Linked DNA regions of Pelodiscus sinensis: region 2 is linked to region 1. Evidence: chromatin contacts called from public Hi-C data. All regions are on one chromosome and are shown on one strand. Each heading gives the region's core, a stretch centred on a gene start, on an enhancer-like site or on the middle of the called end of the contact. The rest is flanking DNA. Distances are from core to core; before and after follow the strand shown. Region 1 holds the start of CAMKK1 (calcium/calmodulin dependent protein kinase kinase 1). Region 2 holds the start of MIS12 (MIS12 kinetochore complex component).

The links. A called contact is a pair of places that touch in the nucleus more often than the background predicts.
Region 2: a Hi-C map of liver shows a contact between it and region 1, with 4 times the contacts expected there. The contact joins the promoter of MIS12 here to the promoter of CAMKK1 in region 1. A contact is called at or near these places in 3 of 5 Hi-C or Micro-C datasets (liver and an unstated tissue).

The regions. Positions count from the first base shown.
Region 1 is chr21:25,645,793-25,652,226 of ASM4963464v1, forward strand. It overlaps CAMKK1 (calcium/calmodulin dependent protein kinase kinase 1), which reads left to right and starts at 3,874. Exons shown (of 17, transcript XM_075904382.1): 1 at 3,874-4,023. It overlaps LOC142819206 (a long non-coding RNA gene), which reads right to left and starts at 3,713. Exons shown (of 3, transcript XR_012897012.1): 1 at 3,592-3,713; 2 at 3,415-3,477; 3 at 1,148-1,228.
Region 2 is chr21:25,885,953-25,892,386 of ASM4963464v1, forward strand. MIS12 (MIS12 kinetochore complex component) reads right to left here and starts at 3,289. Exons shown (of 2, transcript XM_075904398.1): 1 at 3,133-3,289; 2 at 1-709. The coding sequence starts at 671. The coding sequence ends at 36. DERL2 (derlin 2) reads left to right here and starts at 3,417. Exons shown (of 6, transcript XM_075904394.1): 1 at 3,417-3,580; 2 at 5,164-5,229. The coding sequence starts at 3,488.

The DNA of each region.
Region 1 (6,434 bases), core at 2,624-5,123:
TTATCACTGATTATTTTCTTTTCTTCCACATCATTAACAAAAATGTTAAACAGCATATGGTCAATCATTGATTCCTGAGAGAGCCCATTAAAAATGCCATTTGTTGATGACTCCCCATTTATAAATTCACTTTGAGACCTATCAGTTCGTTAGCTTTTAATCTATTTAACATGTGCCATTAATGTATCTTTCTACTTCTTTACTCAAACTGCCATGCAGTGCCAAGTCAAACACCTCACAAAAGTCATGTTAGCTTGACATCTATTTTCCATAAACTTAGGCTAATTGGTATTAATTATATTACCCTTCCGTAATCCTTTATTAATTGAGTCTTGCTTGGGATGGTATTGAGACTGCCAGACCTATAGTTACTTGGGTCATCCCAGTTACTTTTTTTAAATATTGGCACAAAATCGGCTTTCTTCCAGGCTTCTGAAAAATCAACATTAACAATCAAGTGAGAACCTTGTCCAGCTCCTTTAAAACTCCTGGATGCAATTAATCTGGACCTGATGTTAACATGTGCCACTTAAGCAGTTGGTGGTTAATATCTTCCTGAGAGAGTAGTGCAGGAAGTGGGCGGGGTCCAACCAATGCTTCATTTCTTCACCACAAGCCAGAAGTCCCGAGCCTTTCCCTGCAGCTCCTAAGTGCATGTGTGATCAGGGAAGCTCCACGCACTGCCGCTGCTCCTCAGCTCCCATTGGCTGGGAACTATGACCAATGGGCGCTGCGGATGTGGTACCTGTGGACATGGGCAATATGCATTGCACAGAGCTGCCTGGTGCCTCTGCCTAGGGGCTGGACTTGCCAGCTGCTTCTGGGAGCAGGGCAGGCAGGGAGCCTGCCTTAGCTCTGCTGCACAGCTGACTAGAAGCTGCTTGAAGTGAGCACTGTCTGGCCAGAGGCCAGAACCCACACCCCGAATCCCCTCCTGCACCCTAGCCTCAGCCCAAGCCCTCTCCTGTCCCTCTCCCTCCTGAAGCCTGCACCCCAATCCTCCCACTCTCCAACACCCAGCCCTGAGGCCCCTCCTACACTACAAACACTCATCTCCAGTTCCCACCCAGAGCCTGCCCCAGATTAAGCCCTCACCCTCTCCCCAAACCTCTATCCTGACTTCTACACCTTGAATCCCTTATTCCTGACCTTACCCTGGAGCCTTGGGGAAGCCCCAACCTTCAGAGCCCCCACGTGGGTCTGGATCCATGAGTGCCGGCTCACCCCACTGCAGGGAGAAACCACAAGCCTCTACGCTCCTATGCAGTGAAAAACCGTTTCCCACCCTGGTACTAGCAGAATTAAGGGAGTTTTAGCTTATGATCCTACTACATCATTTGTTCTTTTCTCCCAGATATATTTCTGTTCTGTATTTCTGATTTCTAAAATTTTCATTAGTGGAGACAAAGCAAAGCAAAGCATTTTCTTTATTGAATATTTTGATCTCACTCTAATTTGTGAGGTCCCCTGTACTAACATACAACACAGCTGCAAACTCAATATCTGAGAGACCTGGGCCTTGCATTCACTGGACACATATCGGGATGTTTGGCATGGTCGCAGCTGTATTTAAGTTACTGCTATTACAACTCCTTTGCTGATTACAGGTAAAAACTGCTGAAATCTTAAAAACCTCACCCTCTTCAGTTTAGATAGCTAGAAGAGAACAGTGTTCTGGAGTGCTGCAGCTCCAAAAACCACAGAGTGCACCCCATTTTATATTTTGACTCCTTTAGTACATAGGGATGTAAGCAAGTTACTCAAGTCAACTACTCACATTCCTTCCCCCCCCCCCCCCCCCCCGGTTGCTGCCTCTGTATTAGAGGCAGCAAAGTGGGGGAGGAGGGAGAAGGAGCGTTGCTGGGGGGAGCTGGCTGAAAAGCTGGTTCTCCCCAGCACTGTCTCCGCGGCGCTGCCTCTATCAGAGGCAGCAGGGAGGGGGCAGGGGAGTAGAAGAGGCTGCCATGAAGCAGCCCCTGCCTGTTGCAGGCCCAGGCTCGCCGTGGGCAGAAGCTGCTCCAGCAGAAGCCCCTGACCGTGGGGATCGCAGCTCCCCGCTGGGACTCCCCACAGACAGGGGCTCCTGGACCTGGTGTAAGCCACGACTGAGCAAGCCCACCTCAGTCCTGGCTCATGTCAGATCAGGGACCCTCCCCCGCTATGGCTCTGCAGCCCACATATAGCAAGGCTGCCTGCTTGCCCAGGTCTTATTACACTTAAACCGCAGAGCCACAGCAGGGGCAGCTCCTGGACCGGACGCAAGCCCAGAACTGAATGCTTTCCCTTATTGACTAATTGTGTAGCCGATAAAAATTCTATCAGCTACACGATTAGTGAAATACCTGTTTCTTAACATCCCTAGTACAGTAGGGAAAGATTTTGCACTGGCAGGAGGACAGAGTAGATAATCAACTAAATCTCCACATTCTTTTTATTATACAACTGTTAGCACGCTGGGACCTCGCCTGGTTCTGGTGTTTAAGGGCTACCGCAATTACTGGAGTTACATCTGCTATTCATGTTAATTATTATTACTACTACTACTACTAATTTTGGTTTATACAAACATCTGCTTCTTTCTGGCTTCAGCTTCTACTTGAAGTCAGAAGACTGAATTTATGGTAGCAAAATCATTTCCCTGTCTATCTCTACCCTAATCTGACAATGGGAGGATTACCCTTAGGGAAGTGCCATACTGCCAACCTTATGGCTGTGTCTACACTGGTGCGATCTTGTGCCAAAGCAGCCACTCTTGCGCAAAAACTTGCTGCCTGTCTACACTGGCCGTGTGTTCTTGCGCAAGTAAACTAACGTTCTACTGTATGAAATCAGGGCTTCTTGAGCAAGAACTATGATGCTCCCGCTCAGGAATAAGCCCTTTTGCGCAACTGTTCTTGTGCAAGAGGCCAGTGTAGACAGGCAACATGAATTTATTGCGCAAGAAAGCCCTATGGTTAAAATGGCCATCAGAGCTTTCTTGCGCAAGGGAGTGTCTATACTGGCATGGATGCTCTTGCGCAAAAGCACATGTCAGTGTAAATGTTCTCTTGCACAACTACTTTAACGCAAGAACTCTTGCGCTAAAGAGTTTTTGCACAAGATCACGCCAGTGTAGACGTAGCCTAAGTTTGCAAAAATAATGATTCAGCTGCTTCCCTGATAATGTGATTTTAAAATCCCACGATTTTTAAGGCAAATCAAAAGAACTCAGGATTATTTATCCTCTCTTTTCTGAGCCTTCAAGGTGCATTTGGATTACATGAAAGTTTTTTCTGCAATAGTGAATGCTACAAGACTCCCCCACCCACACTTACAAATCAAAGCTAGGCGTCTCCAATAATCACACTCCTCCCGAAGCTAAGGCATTGACAAATATTGCAAGACTTGCTACCAAATAGCAAGAGTTAGAAGCACCTGAAGTGTGGAGTGAAAAATCCCTGAGCTCCCACTCCATCAGATACACAGAGCTGCAGTAACCTACCACGAGAAAACAAAAGATAAGATTTAATTTCTAGCGGCTTTAAAAAGTAAATTGCCTCCACTGCTTAATAAAGCAATGGGAATTCTTGCGGACATACTCGGAGTATTTACCCTTATGGTGTTTCCTTTTTAAATGCACGTTAAAAACACCTTCCCCCTGGCTACACAGATCAGCCCCTTCCAAGACACAGATTGCAATTTCCATGCGGGAGCCTTTGATCCCGAAGCTCCAATCACCCTGCAATTTACAACAGGTTCGGAGAGCAAAGCCTTATGGAACGCTCAGAAGCACAGAGCCAACGGGATCCCGACTTCACGCCTTCATTTGCATAGTCCTCTGTACTTCCAATCAGAGACCAGAATAAGCTTCGACCATCCACCAATCGCACTGGACATCAGAACTTGCCAATGGGAAGGGAGCCGCGGCGGCCGCCTATAGTACAGGCTGGCTGATAGGAGGCTGGCTGGCTACTCTGTAGAGTCTCTGCAAACAGAGGCACGTTGCGAGTCGCCCCGAGCCGCTGCAGCTCCCGACCTGCCCAGGTGAGTGGCTGCTGCAGGGCGGGTGGCCGGGGGCGACAGCCGCGTGCGCTTAGGGGGGACGCGCGGAGGGCTGGGCTGAGACCTGCTCCTGGGGGAGGACTTTGCTGGGAAGGCAGATGCAGCCCAGCAGCGCGGAGGGAGGGGAGCAAAGTGCAGCCCAGCAGCTGGGCTGGGGAAACTTGGCTGCCCGGCGGAGGATGCCTGACCCCCTTCCCGCTGCCTGGAGCCGGGTCCGATGTCCCATCGCTGCAGCCTGCTGGGAGCCCCACGCTCCGGCGGGGCTGGCGGCAGGGACTTTCTCCTGGTCCGCGCACTGCTCCTGCGGGCATCCCTGCGGGACCTGCGCCCTCCCCAGGGCTGAGGGGTCCGTGCCCCAGCGCGGAGCGGCTGCCAGCGAGTTGGCTGGTGGCTGCAGCGCTGGGCTGGTGCCGCCTCGCTCCGAGCCGAGGAACGCGCAGCGCGGATGGAACAAAAGCGGGGGGTCTGGAAGCGACTTTCAGTCACTGCCTCGTTAGCGAATAAAGCGGGGGGGGGGTCCACTCTGCATCCTTCCCGGGATTCGCCCCGGTGCTTGTGTCCCGCATCTTTATACCGGTGCAATGTGCATTGCATGCCCCAGGGTTGGGGTTTGTTTCCATCTGGCCAAGCCACCCGGCACAGCCTTCAGACAGCCCTTCACAACAATGAGGCTGCCTTGCTCTTCCTATCCCACTCGCTGTCTTTTTGCAGAAATGTCTCTAATCTGGGGGGGGGGGAGGAAAACCGGCATAAAACAACCTCTGCTGGTGTCTTCCATCTCTAGCTCCTGTGATTCTTTTTGGGGGGGAATCTGCTTTACAGTGTATTTCTGCCTAGAAGGATATTTGTAATGGATCTATAGAGCAGCCAGATGATATTCCTGTTGTATAAGCATATTTATTTTTAAAAAATCTGCATGGTATGTATTCAGGGTTGTGTGTATCTCCATTTTTATGCTGCAAACATTGGCTGGTGGTTGGATTTTTTTTATTATTTTAAAGTTGAGACTAATTACCATGCACTGATTATAACATGGCTTTGTATGATTAATTCAGAGCCAATGGGGTTTTAAAATTAAATATTTGCTCTAAATGCCTCTCCTTAAAATTTGGAGGGCAGGGCACGTGAGCCAAATTTTGCTGTGTAACACCAATGTAGATCAAGAGCAATGCTATAGATTGGTGTAAATGGAACTTGGTCCTAGGTATTTACTGATGTGCTAAATTCTGCTGTGTATATATACGTGAAAATCTCCCCTACTTCCATTGACTTCAGTGAGGTTACTCCTGATTTGAACTAGTGTAACTTAGAGCAGAATTTGTCGCTGTGGGTATACATTTCCAGTGCCCTAGAAATGTTTTTGAAAGTCACTTTATAATAATAGTGCTGCAGTTTTTGTCTTCTGTGCATCTGAATTTGACTTCATAATGAAATAAAATTACCCTGCTAAACCTGAATTTTAAAAAAAGCCTGCTTGTTGGCTGTATAGCCGAAAAACTGGCTGTAGACTTGAAGAGCTTGTTTTTTGAGTTCTGCAGTGGGGGAAGCCAGTTACAGCAATCACGCTATCCATCAGCAGGTAGTTGCTGTAGTTCTGGAGAACTGGGTAAAAGGCAAGTCTAAGTACATCTATTAGTGGATATAGTGCAAGAGGTGTCAAGGTCAGATCCAGTAATTCATGGCTACGCTTGCTTATCGTTTTGAGTAAACCCTGGGTGTGGCTGTTGCAATGCTATGAATAGATAGGCTGTTGCAGAATTTCCTCTACTATACTGGCGGTTGAAATGTATAGAAGTCCTCAGTCTGGTTTGTTTTGCTTTTTCCTTTTTGGAAAAGTCAAATCGCACTCATCTTATTCACCTGAGTGGTCCTACTGACTTCAATAGAACTATTCTCACTCAAATAAAAACTGAATTCTTGTGATCAAGGTAAGCAGTGTTTGATCTGTTCTTTCAAAGTATTTTAATCCAGCTTTTTTAGTAGCAGAGAAGCAAAATAATTCGTAATAATATTTATTTATAAAGCATATACAAATCTGGAGTATTGAAGGTAGGGTTTTTTTTTTTTTAAATCTTCACCCCATTTTTCTTTTTTTAAATCTGAGATTAAACCATAAAAGGATTTTCAAAAGAGCTCAGCTTCTATTTAATTACCAGAATAAGTGTGCAGATTTTTATAGGCACTCAACACAGTATGTAGGGTGCTGTGCAGTTTTGAAAATCTGGCTGTCCTATAGGTGTCTAAGTGGTTACTAAATTCCTCGGAAAATCTGGCCTGCTCAGCATTTGAAATTCTGGCTCTGAGCTCCTTTGAAAACGTTCCTTAGATCTTAGTAAAAGCAGAAGTTTCCTTTTGCATTTCAGTCTCTCAGGTATGTGAGTTTACTGTGTGTT
Region 2 (6,434 bases), core at 2,039-4,538, 240 kb after region 1:
TGTCTTGTTTCTCTGTTACCCTTTCAGTATTTTATTTACACTACATGGAGATTACTTTTTGGCAATCTTTTGTTTTTCTTTTCAACTTCTTTTAGTATATCTTGCAATTTCTTAGAAGTTTGTGTCAAGAATGCAAAGCTCTCCTTTAAATTGCTAGTCCCGTGCTCTCTGCATATGTTCTCTAGCCCATCAAACCACTGGAGAATCTTCTCAAGTTCTGTCTGAACCACTTTCTGTTCTTCAAGCTCTGCTAAAAGTGCCTGTCTAGCAGACACTTCAACTTTGTATTGTTTCTGTAGTTGATCAATTTCACCTTGCAGCATTTGAAACTGTTCCTTACTGTAGGGGTACTGCTCCTGGACCTTGTCTTCAGGAAGTAAAACATTTTTAGGGATGTTTAACACCAACTGCAAAAGCACTTGTTCCATTTTGCCGAAGAGATGATCAAAGCGCTCCTTCATAAAGAGAAGAAATTTCTCTGTGCTCTTACGGATTTGGAATGGACTGATCTTAGAGTTAGGAAAGCCTTCTAGTTTCTTCAGAATGACTCTTTCCACAACCAGCATCATTTCAAACAAGTAGTCTTGAAATGCAATGTAGACCCTAAGCATACACGTCTGAGGGGTAAAACCAAAGAACTGAGCTTCATATGCCATAGGATTCACTGACATCTTGGCTAAAAGGCATCAACCAAAGACAATATGGAAATCTGTAAAGGGAAAAAGGAACATAAGTTTAAATCTGTATTTTGGAAAGGGTGAATTTTATTAGTATAGTATCAAGGGGTAGCTGTCTTAGCCAGTCTTTAAGATGTACAGGACTCTTCATTGTTTTTGCAGAGACAAACAGATTTATTTGAGCATCAGCTTTTATGGGCAAAGACCCACTTTGTCTTTGCCCACAAAAGCTTATGCCCAAATCTTAGCCTTTAGGTGTCAAAGGACTCCTCCTTGTATTAGCACTATACTGCATTAACCTCATTTACAAAGAGCAGAGTTCAAATCTGAATTTAGGAGAGTTAATTTGTCACTCTGACTCAGAGAAAACTACATCTTTATCTACCACCAGTGCTAACCATGTCATTAGGCTTGAGGAAGGATTCTGTATAATGTAAAAGGAAGCTTCTTTTATAGTTTATGAATGCACAAGTGATGAATTGTGTTAACACCTGCAGCACTCTCCAAACATATTACATCTTGCTATCAATAAGTTTATCTATATATTTTTAGAAATGTGCATCTGTTTGTCTGTGGGTCTGTTTGTTCAAGAACTCCTCCTAAACGATAAGAACTAGGAGAACCAAATTTGGCGCACAGCTTCCTCTTCTCCTAACTTAAAACATGGTCAGGGTTTGGTAGTGCTAGGAAAATGGGAAGGGTGGGGAATGGGACTGTTTTCCAGGACACAGAAAGGGATGGGGTGGTGAGAAGGATGCAATATTCATAGTGGCCATGGGGGACAGCAAGTGAAAGGGAGAACTATGCTGCAGTAACCACTGCAGGACAGCTGCACTACCAGGAGATTAGCCAGGGCAGCAGGGATGGGGCTCACCATTTTATGTGCCAACAGACTGGGTAATTGAGGCCCCTCTGCCTAGGAGACAGACTGGGGGTGAAGACTCTGAGCTGCAAGTGTCCCAACAGAAGTCTCTTCAGGCATTTGTTAACATGGTAGGACCAAGTCTGTCATGAGTGAGCTCCCCCTTTGAGCAGTTTATCAGCCTATTTCCCACTAACAGTCACAGCCCCTGCTGGCTACAAACCACCTCAAACCAGAAACAAGGTCACTGGTCAGACTTACAGGAGACGAGAGATCATGTTGGTTAAATGAGCTACAGTACTAGGTTTCTGGGGGAATTCACCACAGGCTGAGAGTGGATAATAGCAGGAGTGGGGGAGTCTCGGACAAAGCTTCTCCTTAGGGCTTCTCGCAGTGCTTACAAAGCAGGTCAGGATTAGGGATGTTAGCAAGTAGTCAAGCAGAGAATCAACTACTCATTTTCCCCCACCCTTGCTGCCTCTGTATAAGAACCATAGGAACCAGTGCTGGGGGGAGCCAAATGAAAAGCCAGTTCCCCCCCACCCAGCAAAATGCAGGACAACGTAGCACTTTAAAGACTAACAAGATGGTTTATTAGATGATGAGCTTTCGTGGGCCAGACCCACTTCCTCAGATCTGAGGAAGTGGGTCTGGCCCACGAAAGCTCATCATCTAATAAACCATCTTGTTAGTCTTTAAAGTGCTACATAGTCCTGCATTTTGCTTCAGCTACCCCAGACTAACACGGCTACATTTCTATCACTATCCCACCCAGCACTGTCTCCATAGTGCACCTGCCCCTTCCCCCCCCTTACCTGTATCAGAGGCAGCAGGGATGGGGGACAGGGGAGGCTGCCAGCAGCAAGCAACCCCTGTACGTGGCGGCCAGGCTTTTATTACATTTAAAATGCAGATCGGAAGCATGGGTGGCTCTGGGAACTATCCCCGATTGACTAACGGTGCAGTCCCTACAAGTTGTATGAACTACACGATTAGCCAGATACCCACCATTTAACATCCTTAGCCAGGCTGGGTAAACTGAGGCACGGGGCATGCCCTAGATTAGGGATGTGAGCAACTCGTCGCATCGACTACTCCCGCCCGGCCCGGCCCGAGCTCTCTCAGAAGCACCGTCCCCCCAAGGAGGAGATGGGGGAGGGCGGCAGAGGGCCGGGACGGCTGCGTCCCAACTCGAGCCCGGCCTGGGGCCGCAGCTCCGCTCCCCGCGCGCGGCAAGAGGCGGGGGGCCCGGGGAAAACGCGGCCCCGCCGCGAGCTGGGGCGGCCGAGTCCCGGCCCGGGCGCTACCCCCGCAGCGGCTCTGCCCTGTCAGTGGCGCAGGAGCCTCCGAACCCCTGGGAAGGGGGGGGGCCGGGCCCGAGCCCCGCCCCTCTCCGCCTGGTCCATACAAATTATAGCGACTGCCCGATGAACCAGCCGCCCCCCCACGGCCCGGCCGCCCCCGCTCCGCTCCTACGGCCCGGCCGCCCCCAAGCCCGCGGGGGGGGCTGTTCGGGCCCGTAGGCCCCTGGGCGCGGTGGGGGTGGGTCCGGGTCCCGCCCCGGCGCAGGGGAGCCGCCCCGCGGCCTCTCACCGGGCGGACGGAGGCGCCGGAGCCCGCCCAGGCGCCGCGATGCCAGCAGCCGCTTCCCGCCTCATTCGAAGCCCTTCGCGTCACCGCTCAGCGCCCGCCTCCCCCAGCCAATCCGCGGAGCGCAGCGGGGGCGAGACCCTCCCCCCGCCGCCCAATCACAAAACCCCTCTGAGCGCGAGCGCCCGGGAAGAAGCGTTTCTCCTCCCGTCCCACCGCGGTGAGGTAAAAGGAAGCGCGCCCGGGATTGGCCGGCTTCGGCGTCCGGGAGGCAGCGCGGATTGGCTGCGTGGCGTGCGTGGGGGGGGGGGATGAGGCGCCGCGCAGGCGGAAGCGGAAGCGGAAGCGGAGCCGTAAGATGGCGTACCAGACCTTCCGGCAGGAGTACCTGCAGGTGCCGCCCGTTACCCGAGCGTACACCACCGCCTGCGTCCTCACCACCGCCGCTGTGGTGAGCTCGGGGCGCGGGGATAGCGGGGCGGGCCGGCAGCCTCGGCCCCAGGCCCGCCCGCCCGGGAGGGAGGGACGAGGGCTAAGCCCTGCTCCGCCCTCCCCGTTCTGAGGCGTGGCCGGGCTCGCCTGCGCCCCGCCTTCCCGCTGGCTCTGAATCCCGGCGGCGGGGTCGGCCCGTGGCGAGGAGGGAGTCCTGCTTGGCCGGCCCCGCGTACTTCGAGGGGTGGGGAGACTTGATTGGGCCCGGGGGTTGTCGCGCCTTTATTCGCTAGGCCGGGGGTTCCCAACCTTTCCCGTCCCCATATTCTCTGGGCTTTTAGTAAAACGTCCCGTCCCCCTGTTCAATATGAAAGGGCGAAAATTCTAGACGGTAGAATCAACAGCTTTTTTCACTAACACTGCAGCTTTTGGAGTATTTAAATTAAGATCATTGTTATTAACCAAATATTCCCTCTACCCCCCTTGACAAGCTTCTCGTACCCCCTGGGGATAGGTGTACCCCAGGTTGGGAACTCCTGCTCTAGAACATTTCTCAGCCTTTATAGATTATTCTACACCCTCAGATGTGTCCTGTGCCGTCCCCCCTCCCCCCGCCGTGCAAGTTCCACCCTGTGTAAAAAATGGCTTGTTTAGAAAAACAGAGATTAAAACCACAGCACAATAAATACTGAAGAAAAAAATTCTTATGCTGTGGGTCTGAAAACTTACTCTGCCCTGATTTCTGTAGTGCTTTTAATGTACGTCTGTTGTAAAAACTGGGCAGATATCTAGATTGTTGTGGTGGGTTTGGGGTCACTGACCCAAAGGAAAACATTATTTGGGGGATACACACAGGAGAAACAAAAGAGGAGGGAGGAAGTAATTGAGCTGGTCCACAGTTGAGAAGCAGGAGAGAAAATCCAGACATACCTCACTCATTCAGTTTGGGGTTCTAGGGCTGGATTAACTCTTCTGGAGACCTGGGGCTAGTAAACTTTCTGGGGGCCCTCAAGACTCCAGCATGGGGCCAAAGTGAGGGGTTTGGGAAGGCACTGTAGGGGAATGGAGTAGGGATGTGAATGGATAATCTGTAAGCATCACTATGAGATGCTTACTGATTATGGTTAACTAGCTGGGGAGGGACTGCTGCAGCCCTACAAATGCTCTGGGGAATGGATCATTTGATTACCTGTTCTGTTCTTATATAATCAAGGATAATACAGTCCTAGTAGTGCCCACAGGCTCAATCAAGATTATTCTGTTTCATGGCTCTACAGAGCCCTGCATGTGAAATGGAACTTCTACAGATCTCTGAATCAAAACCTCACTGTCTCTAGCTTTGCAAACATAAAATGGATCATAGCCACTAAACCAAAGAGTCTGAAATCTAAACAGGACTAAGATGTTCTAGGCAGAGAAGGGCAAATGTGACTATACAAGGAACACAAGGTTTTATATATTTGCTGAATTTAGGTTTTGCATATAATTTTTAAAATAGGGATAACATTAGATATTCATTTACTACTGACAAGTTGTGTATCTACAAGTGAATGAAGTGAACTTTAATGGTTTGATCCTGTTACATATTTTCTTTTATTTCAGCAATTAGAACTAATCACACCTTTTCAACTGTATTTTAATCCTGAATTAATATTTAAACACTTTCAAGTAAGTATATTTCTGAATGTTCACATTGTTCAAACAATAGCTAAAAAACTCTGTTTGCTTGCATACACATTTGTGGAGGTATCTTTCTTTTTAAATGTTTTCAGTCTGAGTTGCAAGGTAATTTCCATCCATTTTGCAGTGTGCATGTTTTGGGTAATGGAGTTCTGCTGTTTTATTTTGAGGGCATAATTTTAGATGCAGTACTGTAGGTAGTATTGTTGTATTAGCCACAGTGCTCATACTAAAGGGCTACATCTAGACTGGCCCCTTCTTTGGAAGAGGCATGCTAATTTCTAACTTTGGAATAGGGAAATCCGTGGGGGATTTAAATAAACATGGCCGCCGCTTTTTTCCGGCTTGGGGAAAAGCCGGAAAAGAGCGTCCAGACTGGCGTGATCCTCCAGAATAAAGCCCTTTTCCGGAGGATCTCTTATTCCTACTTGCAAAGTAGGGCTTTATTCCGGAGGATCGTGCCAGTCTGGATGCTCTTTTCTGGCTTTTCCCCAAGCCGGAAAAAAAGCGGCAGCCATGTTTATTTAAATCCCGTGGGGGATATTTAAATCCCCCACGGATTTCCCTATTCCAAAGTTAGAAATTAGCATGCCTCTTCCGAAGAAGGGGCCAGTCTAGATGTAGCCAAGCAGTTAAAAGAAATGTGAGTCTGTGTCTCCATCTGTGAGATCTTTTGTTAAAGAACTCCTCCTAAATAGTAAGAGCTAGTACCATCAAATTTGATATTCAGCTTCCTCTCATCATAACTTAAAGCAAGGTAAGGGCTTAGTTGTGCCAGGACAATGGGATGTGCCTGGAGTTCAACAGCTTTCCATAAAATGGAAAGAGAAGTGTCTGATAAGAGGGAGACAGTTAGACTGTAGAATGATCATGGGGGCAGCAAGGGCCCAGAGATGGGCACCAGGACAGCTATAACCCCTTTGGGTCATCATGGAACAGGGATGGAGAATTTGTATGTCTGTTTGTCAGTGTCTCTGTCCTCCAGCTGAGGGACATGCACTCCTCTCACAGCTGTGCCCGCTGCAGCAGACAGAAACAGGCATTTCTCCCCTGGCTCCAAGCTGCTATGGTGAGAGATGGCTGGGGTTGTCCTCTTTCCCTGGGGCAGCCTACATAATGAACCTCTCATCCCCACCCCAGAACAATGATTTAAATGAAGAAAAACAAAACTTATTTAAGAACCTGAACAATAC